2 separate regions of the Mus musculus genome follow, and region 1 is linked to region 2. A link is a contact called in public promoter capture Hi-C data. All regions are on one chromosome and are shown on one strand. Each heading gives the region's core, a stretch centred on a gene start, on an enhancer-like site or on the middle of the called end of the contact. The rest is flanking DNA. Distances are from core to core; before and after follow the strand shown.

Region 1 (6,542 bases), core at 2,884-5,383, 230 kb after region 2:
TTCTCAGTCTGAAGAACCAGGCAATTCTACTCTTTGGTTACCTTTGTAGTATGTGTGGTCAAGTCATCTTGGTTTATCCAATGTGTGTGAGATCTGCCTAGGAATAGTGTCAGAGCTACTTAGTTATACGACTTATGCAGGTAGAAAGTTTCTATAATGATTTTCAAGTTGGTGTATGAAGCAAACATATTACTTTTCATAGAAGTCAATCCATAGAGATAAGGATCTGTCAAGGGTTAGGTAAATTCTGATTGTGCTCTGATGGGCAATAGGGTTAGCAACCCAGTAGGGAACTACAATGTAATTCAGAACCAATACAGAGGCCATGTGATTTGGACCATCAGACAGGGCCTTAGAGTGCTGGACCCCAGACGCCTGGAGAATGTGATATGGGCCCAATCAGCAGCACCAACATCACCAAGGAGCTCCAGAATCTAAGATCATCTAAGGGGGAAGCTGTGTTTTATTAAGTTCCTTGGTTGATTCTTATGCAGCCCAAATCTGAGAACCATAGACTTCGTGGAACAAGTGGATGCTTTCTCCAGAAGCGTGTGTGTTATTGCAGATCCTTGCACAGTGTGTTTGGGGCAGGGTGAGGGAGGGATCCTAAACTGATACTGAATAAGGAGGTTAGTAAACCTGGTGAGAGCCTGAGAGATTGACAGCCCCATAGATGGAACGCCCACCACGCTTGACTGGGAAAGGCCTGGTTCAGGAGTTACAGGGACGAGCAAGCGCCTGGTGGGGCTGGAGAGTAGAAGGGAGCTACAGAGTGGGGTAAAGGGGTCTTAGTCACGGTTCTGTTGCTGTGAAGAGACACCATGACCAAGGCAACTTATGAAAGAAAGCATTTAACTTGAAGCTTGCCTATAGTTTCAGACTTAATCCATGACCATTATGATAGGAACATGGCAGCAGGTAGGTTAGAATGGCCCTGGAGCAGTAGCTGAGATCTCACATCTAATCCACAGGTTGTAGGCAGAGGGAGAAAGAGAGAAACTGGGCCTGGCGTGGGCTTTCAAAACTTCAAAGCCCACTCTTGGTGGCACATGCCTTCTAACAAGGAATCACATTTTCTGTAATCTTTCTAGCATACACATTTGTCTGAGGTCAGTCATAATATTCAGACTTTAAGTGAATAATTCAGTGGTATTGGTTTGTTCAGCTTTTGTGTAGCCAGCCATCGAAACTGTCAATCATTCCTCTGCTTCCGTCTTCCACACATTTCATATCAATGGCTCATGTGCTCTCTAACCTTTGTGTTCAGCGTCTTTTATTGGGAATAATGCTTTCAAGGTTCACTCCTGCTGGCATGTATTTTATTCCTGTTAGAGCTGAAGAGTAAACCATTATATGAACAGACCTCGTTTTCGGTTCAGCCTGGTAACCACTACACAATGGAACCTATGTGGACCACACTTCCTTTCTTCATCCATGGATGAACCTTTAGGTTGCTCTAGCTTTTGCCTGTTGAGAACACTGTTGTCACAAGCATTCGTCTGTGGTGACAAATGACTTCTTGCTTTCCCTTCCTCATCAAAAGATGGAGTCAGTCCATTTCATTCCAACTTCTTTCATTTTAACAACTTAACTTCATTCTTGAAAACAATGTTTATATATATATATGTATTCTTGGTGCCCTTGGTGTCCAGAAGAGGACACTAGATCCCCTATGACTAAATGGTGGTGAGCCACCATGTGAGTGCTGGGTATCAAACTTAGGTCCTCTGGAAGAGCAGCCAGTATCTTAACCACTGAGCCATCTTTCCAGCCCCTTCATTTCATTCTTACTCTGTAGTTGCAACTTTTCTGTTGCCATGATAACACCCCACCTCGCAGCCTTGCTTTCTACAACAGACACCTCCCTTGACCTGGTTCCCCTTCCTGTATGCAGCTCTCCTTAGCAGATATCTCAGCTCTGGCATCTCCAGCATCTTGAGATCTCCTTTGCAATCCAGGCTTCACGTTTCCAGTGACATGCTATGGCCTCTCAGAGCTTCTTGTCCTCTCAGGGCCTCCATGCAGGGACTCCTGTAAAACACACTCCTTGGCCTTAAAGGATCTCTGAAACAGTGGAGGATGAATCCATGGGCAACACCGTTGTGTTTGGCTGCCAGCCTGGGATGAAACCGGATCCCCTTAAACCACAGGAACAGTTTGTTTCCAGTTGCTTTCAAGGAGCAGGAACCTCCTTAGGTTTTCTTTCCAAAGCTGGAAGCTTAGCTGGGTGTGGCCCTACCCCGAGGACATCCTTCCCTTTTTTCCTGTGCCCTCTCCTTAAAGGCACTAATCTCCACAATTACAATACCTACTGTATTGGCTGTAACACAGGCTTCTTACTGCTGCTTTTCTCTTCAACCTATATTTTTTATTTCTTTCCTCTCCACTCGCTCTTTTTTAAGTTGCAGACCTGAATAAGAGTAATTACTAATAACTATGCTAAAGAGTTGATATTATGTTGCCTTGAAATTTCTTCTGTCAAATAAATTAGTCTTTGCTAATTTAGCCTTGGGCAAGTTCTTAGGCCATGGGCAGAAAGCAGCAAATTCTTTGCTAAAATATCACAAGACTGACCAGTTACTGTTAAAAGTTTTGCTTTCCCCTAGAACTCCTTGACCCAGGCCTCCACCATCTGCATTTTTCTCAGCACAAAAATCTTGTAGGCTCCTACTAGAAGAACCCACTAAACTGTACCAACAGCGTTCAACCACTTTGAAGTCCAAAGTCCCAAAGCCTTTCACATTCCTCCAGGAAACCCCAACATGATCGGTGCTTTTGCCACAACAACCTAGTCTCTGGGACCAACTTTATAATAGCCATTCATATGTTGTGATTAAATGCCATAACCAAAGCAACTTACGGAAGACAGTTTGTTTTGGCTAACAGATTCAGGGGGGTGAGAGCCTATCGTGGCAGGGAGGCTTGCCAGTACTTGGAAGGCATGGCAGCTGGAGAAGGAAAGGAGAACTCACATCTTCAAATGCAGTGAATGAGAGAGAGAGAGGGAGAGATAGATAGATAGATAGATAGATAGATAGATAGATAGAGAATGCTAACTGAAGATGGCATTAGGATTTTAACTCTCAAAGCCTGCATCCAGTGATGTACTTTCTTTAGCAATGGTAAGCTGCCAAAGCTTCCCCTGACAGCACCACAAACTGGGACCAAATGTACCAATATCTGAGCCCATGAAGCTTGGTCTTATTCAATTCACGTATATCCCAAACCCTGGCTTAGCTCCCCAGTGAATAAGTACAAGTTGCATGTCCTATTTTATATACACTGTAGTTAGTTGTATTAATCCTAGGCCAAATGACCGTTTTCAAAATATAGATGTTAAGTCCTTGTGGATACATGGCAGGTCCCCACCCTTCCATCATCTCTTCACCAGCCCTTCTGGTTCTGCACTTACTATCTTTGCTTAGTCCCACAGGGCCCTGATATTGGCAGGAGTTCTTCAGGCCAGTTCCATCCTAGAGACAGACCATAGTAGTTCCTGAGAGTCTCCATTATCATTCTGTGTATTGGCACCACAGTAACTTCTGAGCTACAGTTATTTTAAATTGTCTCCACTATTGGACTGGAGAGATGGATCAGCAGTTGAGTAGTAGCTGCTCTTCCAGAGCCCTGAGTTCAATTCCCAGCAACCACACGGTGGCTCATGACCATCTATAAAGGGATCTGATGCCCTCTTCTGGCATGCAGGTGTACATGCAGACAGAGCACTCATACATCAAACAAACCAACCAACACACAAGCAAATAAAAATAGAAAAAAAAAAAAAACAATCGTTTCAGTAATCACTATTCTCACATATATAAAATGTTCTCAAATGTATATTCCAATGTGATCATTGAGTGTCCATCCAAAGTGTGGACACTCCTTGGTGGCTCGTCCTATCTCATCCCCACCGTGCAGTTCAGGGTGATAGTCTCTGAAATCAGTAACAATTGTGCTTAAGGCCTTCCCCCTTATTACTTGGAGCTAAACCGTCCTCCTGGGCACAGACTTACAGGCCACACTCACTGAGCTCAAGCTCAAGAAGATCTGTGGGGAATCCATCTTTCACAAAGGCAATCTGGGGAGGGATTGAGGGAGATAAGCCCCTCAGCGATGGTACGGGTGGAGGAGGTGGCTTCCGGATTGTGATAAGAAACGGGAACAAGCTTACAATTGCTAAAGCTAAGCCGCTTTGCTTCATTGTGAGTAACTGTAATTCAAAGTGACAGGAAACCTGGCCAAGCTTTTAATACTTCTCAGTCTTAGGAGGGGAGTGTGGGATGGAATGACTTTTTAAATGCTGCAATAAATTCTCCCAGCCCGAAGATTTGATTTATTTATTTATTTAGTTAGTTAGTTAGTTAGTTAGACAAGCATACTTTTATTTGTCCTTCCTAGCTGACAAACAGCACTACACTTCACTGTCCTGGCACAGCCCATAGCTACATTTGAACTAACTGGCTATGGAATGTGCCGAGGGACCTGGAGAGATGGCTCGGTGATTAAGAGCCATTGATGTTCAGCAGTTAAGAGCACTTGTTACTTGTCTTAGTCAGGGTTCTATTGCCTCGATGAAACGCCATGCCCAGAAAGAAAGTTGGGGAGGGAAGGGTTTATTTGGCTTACATTTCCACATCGCTGTTCATCACTGAAGGAAACCAGAGCAGAAACTCACACAGGGCAGGCAGAAAACTGGACAGAGGAGCTGATGCAGAGGCCATGGAGGGATGCTGCTCACTAACTTGCTTTCCGTGCCTTGCTCGGCCTGCTTTCTTATAAAACCCAGGATCACCAGCCCAGAGTGGTACCACCCATAATGAGCTGGGATACACCCCCACCAATCACTAATTAAGGAAATACCTTGTATCTGGGTTTTATGGAGGCGTTTCACCACTGAGGTTCCCTCCTTTCCAGTGACTGTGTCAGGTTGCCATAAAACTAATTAGCAGAAGACTTGAGTTTGTTTCTCAGAACCCACATGATGGCTCACTGATGGACTGGAGAGAGGGCTCAGCAGTTAAGCACCTCCAGTTCTGGAGTATCTGATGCCTTCTTCTGATCTCTGTGGGCCCATGATATATGTGGTGCACAGATACACATGTAGGCAAAATGCTTGTCTATATAACATAGAAATAAATAGGTCCTTAAAAATTAAACAAAGCTATTCAAAAATAGTTTATACTATGAAACGCTGTGTTGTGGAGACAGAAACACACACACACACACACACACACACACACACACACATACACACACACACACACACACACACATACACACACACACACACACACACACACACATACACACACACACCACACACACACACACACACATTGGTGGAGAGAGAGAGGGAGAGAGAATACAAGTTATAAGCTCATAAAGAATGAATTCTCAAGGGGAAAAAAGAACAAGATCTAACATATATGCTTTGAAGAATTATTGCTATTTGTCCATTGTTTGTACACAAAAGAAAAAGTGGCGTGGTGTGTGTGTGTGGGGTGTGTGTGTGTGTGTGTGTGGTATGTATGTGTGTGGTATGTGTGTGTGTGTGTGTGGTGTGTGTGTGTGTGTGGTGTGTGTGTGGTGTGTGTTTGTGTGGTATGTGTGTGTGTGGTGTGTGTGTGTGGTGTGTGTGTGTGGGGTGTGTGTGTGTGTGTGTGTGTGTGTGTGTGTGTGTGTGGTGTGGTGTGTGTGTGTGTGTGTGTGTGTGTGTGTGTGTGTGTGGTGTGTGTGTAAGATATTTATGCTTACTTCTGTATCATATACTTCTCTCTTGCTATGATAAAGCACTGTGACCGAAAGCAACTTATGGAAGAGTTTATTCTGGATAATAGTTCCCGAGGGGAAAGAGGGGGAGTCCGGAATAGTGGGAGAGAGGCAGCAGCAGGCAGCCAGAGCAGCAAGCTGAGAGCTCATGCCTCCAATCACATACGGAACATAGAGAGAGCCAACCGGATGCAAGGCAAGGCTACAAACTCACAACCCCTACAACCCAGCTGTGGAACTCCTCCAGCAAGGCTCCACCATGTAAAGGTTCTAGAACCTCCCCAAATAGTGCCACCAGCTGGGGACCAAGTGTGAGAATACAGGCGTCTACAAGGCATATTTCTCAGTAAAAGCTCCACAGTGGTCTTAAAGGTCTTCAAACTGCAGACTGCCTAGTGTTTATATCGAGCCAGCCTTTTTGGCTCCCTTAGGGGCCTCCCATCAGCTGCCTCAGCCTCAGCCTCAAAGCTGCTCAAGGGGGTGGAGGTGGGGGAGGGGAGGGTGGATGGGAGGGTGGTGGAATGCTTCACCTTGCTTTACCTTCACCTCACCCTCAGGGTCAATCAATCAGAATGTCCTTTTTTCTGTCACCTTTCTTCCTCATTCTGAGTTAGCTGTGGATTCAAATCCTCACTCTAACTCACGCATGACCCCTTGGACAGCACCAGGAGCAACCCCGAGGGCAGTCTCCACTTCCGAGAGGCATTGAGAGGGTGAATGGAGGTCACACACAAACAAAAAACCAAACCTGTGTGGAGGCTCCCTGCAGGGTC
Region 2 (6,583 bases), core at 1,760-4,259:
TTCCAGCTTTCTCACACCCACCAAAGGAGAACTCAAGGAGAAATTGAAGGAAACCAATGAGAAACAGAAGAGAGGGTCCATTACTGTGAGAACCCAGAAAGGTGGTGAGCTGAGACTGGAGTCCCCAACCCCTCTGCCCTGCCCAGGACAGACTGGAGGATCAATTGTTTCAGTATTTGGTATTAGTGGACTCCAGGCTTACTAGTCACAGCCACATGCCCAGTAAAACCATCTTTAGACACCAGGAAGAGAGGACAAGATAGGAGTGATAGACACAGAAACTTGGTCTTAATTAATGCTTTCCATTGAATTAGAGTTCAAAGGTTATTTGCTAGTTGGGCTTGTGATTGGGAGACAGAAGCAAAAGGATTGTGAGTTCAAGACAAGCTTGCGCTCCTTTGGGGATTTAAGACCAGCTTGGGCTGTTGAGTAAGACCTTGTCTCCCTCCTCCCCCCAGTTCTTTCATATGCACACACAGCACAGCTATTTGCATAGAGGAGGCCACAGACCGTGTGACAAGCAAAGCAAGCGCTCTTGGGTAGAGTGGGGACCAGCCAATGAACCCATGGATGGTAGTTCCTTAAGTCCCTCAAGAGCAGGCTGTGACCCCAAGGGCACCACTGTTCAGATAGTCCAGGGTCAGGGTTAACTGTTAAAAGTGTCACAGTAAAGAAGTCGCTATGGAGTTGTATGCCTTAAGAGGAGTCACTCTGCTTGCAAGTACTGAGTGTGTAAACTGAGTGAGCCAGCTTCGAAAGGGAGGAAGCAGTGCTTTCTTTGGCTCTGTCTGTTCTTGTGGGTTTCAAATCCTAGGCCTTACTTCTCCCCTTGCAATCCCTCAGTTTAGCTGTACGGTTGAAGCTCTAAAGGCGTTCACCTGGCTAGGATCTGACAGATTCCCTTCTAGAGCCTAGGGGGGGAGTTGAGCATCAGGCCTCACCGCCACATGCTGGGCCAGTCCTCCAAGCGCATACCTGAGGCAGTTTCACATCGTTAATGTCCCAGCTCAGTATCTCTTTGTCTTCAGGATCAAAGTCGTCCAGTTCCATGATAAGGTCTGCTCAACACAGGCTCTTCTCTACTCCAGTTGTCAGAGCTATTTGGAGTCTCAGAACTCGGGCCACAAGAGCAGCTGAAGGGCTTGTTTTTCAAAGCTAAGTAAATAAATGATAATAACACAGATGATTTAAGAGATTAGAAACTACAAAGCCAGATGTGGTGGCTCAGACCCTAGAGACCGAGGCAGGAAGATTGCCGATTGCCGTGAGTTCAGGACCAGCCTGGGTTACAATATGAGACTGTCTCAAAAGAGGGTGGTGGGGGGCTTAGGAGATAAATGGGTTTGCTACTAAGCCTGAAGATCTGAATTCAGTTCCTGGAACCCAAATGGTAGGAGAAACCCCACAAGCTGTCTTCTGACCTCTGACCTCTGTGTGTGTGTGAATGTGTGTGTATGCATTCACACATGTTAATAATTTTTCTGGTGATCATTAGCTCAGTCCCATGTGCACATTAAAGCTTAAGACTTGGAAACAAGGGGCTGCTGGGGAGATAGATGGCTCAGCAGTTAAGAACACTGACTGTTCTTCCAGAGGTCCAGAGTTCAATTCCCAGCAACCACATGGTGGCTCACAACCATCTGTAATGGGATCTGATGCCCTCTTCTGGTGTGCCTGAAGATAGCAACAATGTACATATATATACATAAAATAAATAAATCTTTTTTTTTTCTAAAGAAGCAACAAAGTAATACAATACAGAAAGAATCCATCTATTACCTGTCTGCTGGAAATAGCAATTTCATTGACATTTTTGCAAGTACCAACTGCCAATAAAAAAATCTGCAGAAGCCACTAGCACTTGCTACAGTAGACTTTAGGGTTTCAATACTCTGGTCCCTACTTTTATCCTCAGGTATATTTCCATCCTCATTGCTAGATCTGGGTTATAAGAGCCTTAGGAGCCATTATTACCTGGAACCACCTAGTTCTACCAAAAATATGTAAATTTGCATAAAAAGACACAGCTAGCTTAGGACTATGCCCATAGCACTTTAGATTAACTAATATTTTTATAGATAAATCCCATGAACTGTTCATCACCTTTGTAAGATCAGCCCCCTTCCCCCAAACCACGAAGTCCAGTCCCCTCCGCAAACACTGCCATTCAAGACTAAATGTGCGAGAGGCTCTTCTCAGTCTGTCTTAGCTTTGTTTCTGGGCTGAGGTGTTTGTGGCGCTGAGGATGGACGCCGGGGCTTGCACTGAACCACCGAGGTGCTACCACCGGCCCCTCATCGGTAACTTCTAAGTAAATCTCTATGTTTAGGAAACAATTATTGAGCTGCTTGGAAAAAGATGGTTGCCACCTCAGTTCAGAGACCGCTCACATGACAAGTAGAGAAGTAGTGAATAGTAAAAGTCATCGTCTGTCACAGCCCTAACTCTGCTAGCCCAAACTTGTAATTAGAATGGTTATGACCCACAGCGCACTTCACACAAAACAGAACAGATTAAAAAAAAAAAAAGTTGGAAAACAAGATTTATACTGTCTAAACCTAAAAATGCTGTTCTTAGACAAGGCTAGATACTTGATTTTAAATTAAGAGCAGAGGAATAAAGATTTTACTCCCCAAAAGTACAATAATTTTAAAAACTTTAAAGAGACTTTTCTCCAACACATACTTTTATGAAGTGAGGATTAATTTAGTATTTCCCTAAAAACTAAGAACAAGACATTGGGGAAAACCTGCTTTATCCCGTCAGTAAGTAAACTCAATCTTTCCCCAGGATTAAAATAAAGGTCTAAATTTTTCAAGACTTCCTTTTATTTCAGAGTTGTGACCAAGGCGTGTTCAGCTTCCATCATTTTTACAGACCATGACCTAGAACAAATAAAGCCTGTGGCCATGGCTACACAACTCACCCTGTCCGCCTTCAGTGCTCCCGAGTCTGTCCTTCTTGTCAGCTTCTTGTCCAGGTGTCATACAAGTGTCAGCTCTGGCTCAGGTCCTGCAAGTTCTGTTCATTTCTAAGTGGTCGCTGTTCCCTAACCCAGGTCAGGGTACACTATGCTAATGACTCTGGCAACTGTCCAATCAAAATCAAGATGCTTTCAGCCAGGGACAGGTAGGAGCAGCCCAGCTCTTCTCAGGGTGCTAGCCATGTGATGAATATTCTATGGTGTGCCTCTGAACTTTCCCCTCCTTAATGCTAAGAGGACATCTAACTTAAAAGGATATTGAGGGAAAAACAAAACAAAACAAAACTCTGAAAAGAAATACAGATTTTTTTTTCCTGATAGTTTTATAGATTGAATCCAAGAGCGACTGTTTTACAGTAGATGCGTTTTATCCTCTGTGTGTGTGAGCGAGAAGGCAGACAGGGAGACTCATGGCAGTGCAAACACCGAGGGGGGGGGGGGATGGAAATTACTGAGATAGTTTTTAGACAGCTAGCAGCCCTAAACCAGAAACACTGAAAGCCATCTCTAATTCTAAGTGTATCAAACCTGACAACGAATGCAATTCTTCAAGCCCAGCTCCTCTGCGGAATCCCAGGTAGTCTGCTGGGCTTCGGAGATATAACGGAGAATCAAAGACATCAAGAAGTTCTGTGTAGTTCAGGGTGGCAGGGCAGAGCTCTAACTCCAGGGAGTGTCTCTGCAAATTCAAGGCTAGCCTGAGCTAAACAGCAAACCCCCCCCCACCTCCCCCAAGGTCTTTTTTCATTTCCATATCTAAATCTGACCCATCTTTTAGGAATTCTAACAGACCCATCCAATATCTTCCAATACTGTTCTGAAACACGTGACTTCTCTTTTCGATGATATTTCAGAACCCTTAACCGTATCACTAACAGTAACTGTTTTTCTAATCACAAAATAAAATCAAAATCTGTTGTCTTGTTTATCATTGTGGCTAATCCATAGTGCAATCTTTCAGTAGATATCTAAGACTGTATTTTGGTCACATAGCTTCAAACTCTTGCTTTTTTTTTTTTCTGCATGTACCAAATGTAGATATTTTTTGCTTAATTTGTGGGATTGCCTCCTCTCGTTGATGTGGATCTGACCTGGCTTGCCAGCTGCTCTGAGTCGAAGGGTTTTTTTTTTCCCCCTCCTTTCCTTCACAGGAAACTCCTGCTGGGTTCCAGCTGCAGCACCAGGGCTATGCCTGTCCCAAGGACAGGTTCTACCCAGTGAGCTCCATGCCCTAAGGCTGAGGTCTCAACTTGCCAAATCCTCACTTCTGCTACTGGCTCTGTGAATTCTTTGCTTTTGTTTATTGATTGGTTTCTTAGTTTTTTGAGATGGGAGTGACCTCCTATAGACCAGGCTGACCTCAGAATTACTATGTAGCAGAAGGTCACTTGAAATTCCTGGTCTTCCTTCCTCTTTCTCCCAACTGTTATCAACTTCCTTTGACTGAATTCTTACAATGAATCAGAGGCCACGCTGGGCATTTCCCTAAATTACGCTTGATGCGCATAGTCTTTCTGTCACTCCTACTCCTTCTCCCCAGGCATGCCCACCACACTCAGCTAGGAACGATTCTAACATGAGAAATAAAACTGTACAGTCAAGCATCACAGACAACCGATGCTGGATTGGGTCTGTGGTCTTTGTCTCCGCCTCCGTGCAAGTAGAAGTCTCTGTGTCCTTTTTCCATTTGTTGCTTCCTCCCTGGACAAGGACCCTGCCTAGGAAATGTGGATAGAACCACCTGTGGAGTAGCTGACCTTACCTGCTAATGCTTCTCTTACCCACCCCCGAATTCCCTTCAGTCTGCCACCAGTCTGTTGGGATCTTTCTGGCTGATTTCATGAGTATAATAGTAATGCTTTAGGCATTGGAGGTGAGATAACTTTTATTGGTGTGGGACCGTCTCATGTACTGACTCCCTAGATATTACATTCTGGCAACATCCCCTCTCTGTGGCATTCATAACCCAGGCATCGGTCATGTTTGAAACTGTCAAAGAAAGCAAACAGGAGAGTCATATTATACTGCCCTTTTCTGGTCCAGGACCTCTCTGTCATCTCGGTACGGAGGGTTCGGCCTAGCTATGACCTCTGATTCCTACCTAACGGGTGGACTTCTTCCACGCATAAAACTTTCCTTCCAGAATCTATTTCAACTAGTGTTCCAGAGTCCAATCCCCCAGTTCTGCCATGCCTCATCTCTTAATCAAGAAGTCTTTCTAACTTTCATTGTGTGTTAGACACCATATCAATCATTTAATCCTCACCACTGCCTCAGGAAATGGGCATTATTAAATTATATTAGTTGAAATTATAAAGAAGGTATTTAAAGTAAGGCCCAACACTGGTCCAAGGATGAATATCCACTGGAGAAGGATGATGTTAGAAATCACTTTTTGGGCTATGGAGCTAAGCTGCCCCTCATTCTGGTTCCTTCTGGAGTCAGCTTTACCCCTGCCTCCTTCCTCCATCATCTTTGAGAAAGCCACCTTTCCCCCCAAAGGCTATCGCTTAGAACTTTCTGTCCCATCTGGCATGGGACCCAGCCTGACCCAGCTTTTCTCTGGAATTTTCCAAATTAGAGGTGGAGAAAATGAGTCTTTCATCTCAGATGCCGAATGGAAGGTTGACCTGAGACCTGCAGATGTACATCTTTGTCACACGGCAGCATCTAAAAGGCAGGAGAAAAGAATGGCCTAGCAGGGGAGCAGAAAGCCTGGACGCCAGCCTGAGGCCAGCTCCAGCCCTCAGGCATGCTATGGGTGACACAATAGATGTTTTGCATGCCTTCAACCCTTAGAACTGGGTTTTTCAACATACACCAGAGAGGGGAGTCTATGAACACACCCTCAGCTCCTAGTCCAAGAGTCTGAAGCTCACCCACCCTTCTAAACAAACCACTCTCCTTGGTCACTGTGAGTCTAAAGGTGAGACTGGAAGGGCTTATACAGCATCCTTTAATATTAGGAAAGGTTTTGGGAAGTCTCACCCAACTCAGAGTGAAGAACACAGAGATGGATCACATTGCCAGACTCCTAGGCACCCAGCTCCTGCTCAGTCCAGAGAGAATCAAGGGATGGCCCAGAGGTCCATTCTCTGACCTGTGAAAAGCTGAACTTGAGGGCTTTCCTCTAGGGTTTCTAAATATTAAGCTTGTAGCTTTAGGTGGTTTCTTCATGTACTACAAAAGCCCCACAGTTTCCAAAGCCAAGCCTGGGCATCTTAGCTCCAGTCTGCGCCCATCTCTGTTCTAAGGAGAGTCTCTAGCAGATGACAAATCTGGCTGCCTATTGAGATTCCAAGCTTTCTAAGGGAAGTCCTTGGGTGTCATGATGTTCTGTGTTGTAACACCTTAAATACTATCAGGTTGGACTGTTTTGCCAGTAGAAACTATAATTAAGACACGTATATCTTCCGCGTGGTCTAAACAGAACCATGAACCCAACTTCTCGCCCATAAAATTGTAAACTGAAAGTTAAACAAAACAAGAACAAAAATCCCAGCCTGGGTATAGTGGCGACCACCCGCACTCCGGGAGACAGAAGCAGGGGGAATCACCTTTGACCTCATGTCAAGTTAGAGGTTAGCCTGGACTATGTGA

Evidence for each region. Promoter capture Hi-C pulls out the DNA fragments that hold promoters and counts their contacts.
Region 1: a contact with region 2 is called in a promoter capture Hi-C map of hematopoietic stem and progenitor cells. The contact joins the enhancer-like site here to the promoter of Gcm1 in region 2. A contact is called at or near these places in 21 of 39 promoter capture datasets (the 3T3-L1 cell line, the C10 cell line, the HPC-7 cell line and 15 more), 1 of 15 datasets of contacts at CTCF or cohesin (large pre-B cells), 5 of 484 Hi-C or Micro-C datasets (B-cell progenitors, the HPC-7 cell line, Th1 cells and 2 more), 14 of 115 datasets of contacts at active chromatin or transcription factors (the HPC-7 cell line, bone marrow-derived macrophages, double positive thymocytes and 8 more) and 5 of 9 other capture datasets (adipose tissue, embryonic stem cells, liver and 2 more).

What each region holds. Positions count from the first base shown.
Region 1 is chr9:77,816,657-77,823,198 of GRCm38.p6, reverse strand. All of the region lies in intron 1 of Gm34654 (a long non-coding RNA gene), which reads left to right. Among named protein-coding and RNA genes, the nearest start is that of Gm34654, 32 kb to the left of the region's middle. Within about 2 kb of position 4,133, at least 14 of the 459 cell types and tissues checked have an H3K27ac peak or open chromatin away from gene starts, as enhancers often do. A contact at or near this core is called in bone marrow-derived macrophages, hematopoietic stem and progenitor cells and neutrophils, where this site is marked.
Region 2 is chr9:78,048,384-78,054,966 of GRCm38.p6, reverse strand. It overlaps Gcm1 (glial cells missing homolog 1), which reads right to left and starts at 3,009. Exons shown (of 6, transcript NM_008103.3): 1 at 2,927-3,009; 2 at 976-1,155. The coding sequence starts at 1,050.